Regions from separate parts of the Mus musculus genome. Here region 1 is linked to region 2. Evidence: chromatin contacts called from public promoter capture Hi-C data. All regions are on one chromosome and are shown on one strand. Each heading gives the region's core, a stretch centred on a gene start, on an enhancer-like site or on the middle of the called end of the contact. The rest is flanking DNA. Distances are from core to core; before and after follow the strand shown. Region 1 holds the start of Cox19 (cytochrome c oxidase assembly protein 19). Region 2 holds the start of Zfp157 (zinc finger protein 157).

Region 1 (2,700 bases), core at 88-2,587, 900 kb after region 2:
CCTATGTGCTGGTGGTAGGCAGGGCAGTCTTTTCTTTTTTTAATTATTGTAGTGCTGAGGACTGGACTCAGGTTCCTGTGCGTGCCAGGCACCAGCTCGGCCTCTGTAATCTGAATCTCCAACTCTCTCCCAGTTTGTTTGTTTTTTTTCTTTCCCATGTTCCAGTTTCCCAAAAGGCCTGTTAACTGCAGACTTCAGAACGGTGACTAGAAATCCTCCAGGCTGGAGGCGTGGCTCAGAGGTGAACACTCGCCTAGCATGTGCCAAACCCGGGCTTTCAGCCCCAGTGTTAGATATCAAAAAGCTTTTTGAAAATATTTCCTTGCCTAATGTTCACGGCAGACCCAGAGCCTGGAGCTAGGGGAGGGTGGGTATGTCCTGCGCTGAGCTGAGCTGCCGCCAGGGGGCCTAACATCAAGCTCCGTTCCAGGAGGCCTGTCACCATCCTATCACATTAGCCCCAAGTCTTACTTGGAGAGCCATGACATGTGGCCCTCTGAAATAGGGGCCCTCAAGACTCAGTTTCTCTGACTGCACCCCCACAGTGCTCTGAGCACGCCCAGCCCCACTACCCGGGAAGGACCTGTAATATTAACTGCTCTGCATCCAGGGTCCAGTACCTCAGACCCCACCCACCATTTCTAGCATCCTGTCATCAACACACATGACAATGCCACCCAGGTCTATAACCCCACACACTGTCCCTCATATTCAGCTCCTTCACTTTGGCTCTCAGACCTTCGATCCAGCACCCTAGGCCCTGTCACATCCAACATCTAACTCTTCAGACATTACACCTAAATCCAGCAACTCTGACCCGGCCACTCAAATCTAGTACCTTAGGCTCTGCCACCCAGATCTACAACCCCAGGCCCTGCCATCCAAACCCAGTGCCCCCAAACCTGCCATCTATAGCAAAGAGACAACACTCCAGTCTCTGCCACCCAGACCCAGCAGCCCAGACCCTGAACCCAGATCCAGTACCCCTGACCCTGCCACCCAGATATCCTGCACCCATAACTCTGTCACCCAAACCCAGTACCCCAGTACCCCTGACCCTGCCATCTAGAACCAGTATCCCAGATCCTGCCACCTACTTCCAATACCCCTGATCCTGTCACCGAGAAACAGCACTCCCTACCACTCAGACTCAGCACCCGAGACGCTGCCACCCAGATTCAGTATTCCTAACTCTGCCACCCGATCCCAGGCCGCCATCAGCCTGTGCCTCGCCTCGCCTCACCGAAGTGGTCCAGCGGGAAGCTGCCTTTGTCTGGGGGCCGCGGCTGGAAGCTTTTGGTCCCGAAGTTCATTGCGGTCGACATCACGGCGAAATCCAGAGCGGAGAGCGACGGCGACGCAGGGCAGATGGCTGAACACCGAGCGGGTCCAGGAAGCGTCGAGCTAGTCGAGCGGACGACTGGCCCCACCCCGAGTCCACCCAGGCTCCACCCACCAAGCCCCGCCTCACCTATCTAGCCCCGCCCCTGCCGTGTTGCGAAAGGATCTGCCCTTGGTTTCCAGCCCTCTGAGAAGCAGAAAGAAGCCTGGCAGTCATCTTTTGGTACTGATTAGCAAATAAGGACAGAAAGATGCAGCCATTTGCCCGAGGACACCAGTCTGTGCCCCGGGATCTTCATCCCACCCATCTGTCTTCCAGGGACTGAGTTTCCCATCTACTCAGAGGGAAAGAAGCACACTAAAGGAGGGGTGGCTAGCTTACTGCCAGTGCCGTGACACAGTGATACAAACGGGTTTTACAAACAGAAAATAAAGCAGGGTGCAGTCCCTCACACCTGTAGACAGCGCTTAGGGGGCTGAGGCAGAAGGATTGCCTGAGTTTTCAGCAAACCTGGGCTATGTAGCCAGTCCCACAAAACAAAAGAAAATCTCCCCAAAGGGCATCTTCTGTGGTTCAAGAGACCAGAAGTCTGATCCTAAGGTGTTGGTCATCAGCCCTCTTGTGGCCTGCTGTCCCTGCTGTCTGTTCCAGGGAGCCCAGGTTCTCTCCCAGCCTCTGAGATGTTCTGTCAATTTTAGGTAATTCTGGGCTGCTAGATATCTCCCTCCGGGGCCTCCACTTCTGGGAACATTCTCCCATGTTTCTGTATCCAAGTATTCCTTTTATGACATTGCCACACCGGGGTAGGGCCATCCCAACAATCAATTCTCTTTCCTTCCTTCCTTCCTTCCTTCCTTCCTTCCTTCCTTCCTTCCTTCTTTGCTGTCTGATTTTCTTTTTTCTTTCTTTCCTTCCTCCCTTCTTCCCTTTCTCTTTTTCTCTCTCCCTCTTTCCCTCTTTCCCTCTTTCTCTCTCTCTCTCTCTCTCTCTCTCTCTCTCTCTCTCTCTCTCTCTCTCTCTTTCTTTTGAGACAGGGTTTCTCTGTAGCTCTGGCTGTCCTGGAACTCTGTAAACCAGGCTGGCCTTGAACTCAGAGATCCACCTGCCTCTGCCTCCCAAGTGCTGGGATTCAAGTTGTGCTCCACCATGCTCAGCTCATCCCAACAATTTTAACCTCTGCTGCTTACATCTGCCACAACATTATTTCAAAAGGTCCTGGGGGCTGGGACTGTGCCAGGTGGATTTGGGGGGGACTGTTCTATGGTAGTGGGGTGCACTCTACTGACTCTTTGCTGTTGTTATGGCAATAACACCCATACCCAGCACCCCTGCTTTTCAGCTTGGGGACAGAGAAGAGC
Region 2 (2,700 bases), core at 59-2,558:
CAAGACAGACCCAGTGTCTCTCTCCCTGCTGTCTGCAGATCTGGATGTAGAACTCTCAGCTACTTCTCCAGCACATTTCTGTCTGTGTGCCACCATGCTCCTTACCTTGAGAGTCATAGACTAAATGGCCGAAACTGTAAGCAAGCCCCCGTTAAATGCTTTCTTTTTTAAAAGCCATTGCCTTGGTTATGGTGTCTCTTCACAGCAAAAGAACACTGACTGAGATAATATACCAAGCTATGCTTGAATGAATCTGATTTTTTTTTTTTGTTCTGTTGCTTTTGTTCAATCTGGGGAGAATAGAAGTTTGTTCAAAAATAATTAGTAAGGAATTTAAGAAACCACTACGAAGTAATCCTTGACAGCTATTGTCTTGGGGGACTGGAGTCATACTGAATTACTCTGGAAAGCATTTTAACCGTATTAATGCCTGGGTTCTAGATCCTGGACTCTGATTTCACTGGTTCTTTATTCCACTGGAAACCTTTGCTATGATGTCAGAAGTTACAATCACAAGTTCTATGGTTTGTGATGCCTGAACTATGCATGATATCCATGTATGCTGTGAGGCTTTGCCTAGCTAAAATCAAAGAACAAATTCAAGACATGATCCCTTGTTCGGCTACATTGTTACAAGAGAAAATGTATTCCTTGCATACACATCTGTATGAATGTCCCTAGCTTTCTTGGGAAGGTGACCTAATAACAGAGATTTGATTATTGTTTATGTTGGAAATAGAAAAAAAAAAAAAAGAAAGAAAGAAAGAAAGAAAGAAAGAAAGAAAGAAAGAAAGAAAGAAAGAAAGAAACCAGTAGGCCTCTGTTTGTGCTGGGATTAAAGACCAAGGAATGGAAATATTTTGCATGTATGTGGGATGCATTATACATGTTTTCAAATATTTCTTAAGGTAAACAATGAAAAGCATCCATAGCAGCATTGGTTTCCTAAATGGTAGTTTTTAAAATCAAATCCAAATGTTTGTTTTGATTGTTTTAAGTGAATACTTAAATTTGTTCTTGGAATACATAGGGCACGAACAATGTATATAGATTTATATACAATTCACACATTTTCAGATACTTTATTTACAAGGTTAAGTGAAAACAAAAAGGAAGGAGGTTCTGTCACAGGAAGCCCTGCCTTAATTTACCCATGAAAGCAAGGCCTTGTCAATTCTGGCTTCATCCACCCCTGGGTTGAAGCGTGAACTGTCACTCAGGGTGGACCTGAAGCGCTACCCTATCAGACACAATAGACTGAAGGCTACCCAATCAGACACACGGTCGGAAGGGAGGAGGCGGGCCTTGCGTACGTTGTTGCTGACCCCGCCATCTTGGCATCTGTGGCCGCTTTCTTCTCCCAGCTCTGTGTTCTGGATTGCACCTAGTGTCTGTCGCCGTGTGACTCGCTGGTACCTGGACACCCAGCGCGAGGCGGGGCGCTCACCTGAGTCCCGAAATGGTGCGTTTACCCACGACAAGGCCCCTAGCCCCGCGTCCCGCATCGGGGTCGCTTGTGCCCCTGCTGCCTGCGCTGTGGCCAGGCTGAGCTGGCTGCTGCAGCTCGGGGGTCTTGTCGCGTCCGCGTGATTCCCATGACCAGGGCTGCTATGGATGCCTCCTAGGTGGGGACACCGGGACTGCGGGACTTATGACTGCCCAAGCGCGGCCGGGAGTTTGTCGGCCGCCTCCAGATCTGGTAGGACTTTGACCAGCATGGGGGATTGCTGCCTTCTTGGTCTCTGGGCCCTCAAGGCCATCGGCCTCCCCAGGATTTTTCTGCAGCCGGCGCCCCGCCCCGTCTCTTCATCTTGCATCTCCACGTTTGTCCCTGGCTTCTCAAGTCACAATCTTGTGATGTTTCTATCTCAGAACCTCTATGGAAGCCCGTGAGCATGACCTTCCCCGCCCACTTCCTCACCTCTCAACCCATCTCAGCCCATCACGTTTTGTTCATGAGCCCGGTCCTTCAAGTCCCGGGAGTCCCTGAGTGACCCGGAGTAGGTACTTCTTCTCCTCTCTGCTGTTTCCTTCACTCTCCCTCTGTCTTCTGCCTCTGGCTCTCTATTTCTAGGGATGGAGTCTAGGAATTCATTTATGCAAGGTAGTGCTCTGCCCTAAGCCAGTTAGTTACTTGTCCTTTTTTTTTTCCTTTCACGATTTTAGCATTTATATATTAATGGTACACCGTAGTGACTTTCATTTCATTACATCTTATATCTATGTGTAATGTTGTATTTTCTTCTACCTAACCTCTGTTATCCTCCCGGTCCTTTTCCTACTCCCTCAGATTCTCTTCCTCTTTTCCAGTACTTCCCCTTAGTATTAGTTTTTTTTTTTTTTTTAAATGACCCCCCCGACTTCTACATAGGAAGAAGGTTAGTTACAGGAGCATGGGCCCCACCATTGTCTATACTACTATACTACGGAATAAAGAGGCTCTCCTGAGCCTCTCCCTATGCAACCATTAACTGCCTATACATCCTCAAGGAGAAATGGGGCCTTGTGAGCCTCTTCCTGTTCTTCACAATTTCACTTCATTTACAGATTTTTATTTATGTGTTTTTTAGCTTCCTAATTTTTTTACAGTTTGTTTGCTTATTTATTTATTTATTTTAGACATAGTTTTAACTGCAGCACGAGTTGGCTTTGAACTTAACCATTCTCCTCCCTGAGCTGGGAACACAGGCCAACCTTTCG

What was found. Promoter capture Hi-C pulls out the DNA fragments that hold promoters and counts their contacts.
Region 1: a promoter capture Hi-C map of embryonic stem cells shows a contact between it and region 2, with 3 times the contacts expected there. The contact joins the promoter of Cox19 here to the promoter of Zfp157 in region 2. A contact is called at or near these places in 1 of 39 promoter capture datasets (embryonic stem cells) and 1 of 115 datasets of contacts at active chromatin or transcription factors (bone marrow-derived macrophages).

What each region holds. Positions count from the first base shown.
Region 1 is chr5:139,343,829-139,346,528 of GRCm38.p6, forward strand. It overlaps Cox19 (cytochrome c oxidase assembly protein 19), which reads right to left and starts at 1,338. Exons shown (of 3, transcript NM_197980.1): 1 at 1,244-1,338. The coding sequence starts at 1,325.
Region 2 is chr5:138,440,168-138,442,867 of GRCm38.p6, forward strand. It overlaps Zfp157 (zinc finger protein 157), which reads left to right and starts at 1,309. Exons shown (of 5, transcript NM_028130.3): 1 at 1,309-1,462. The coding sequence starts at 1,460.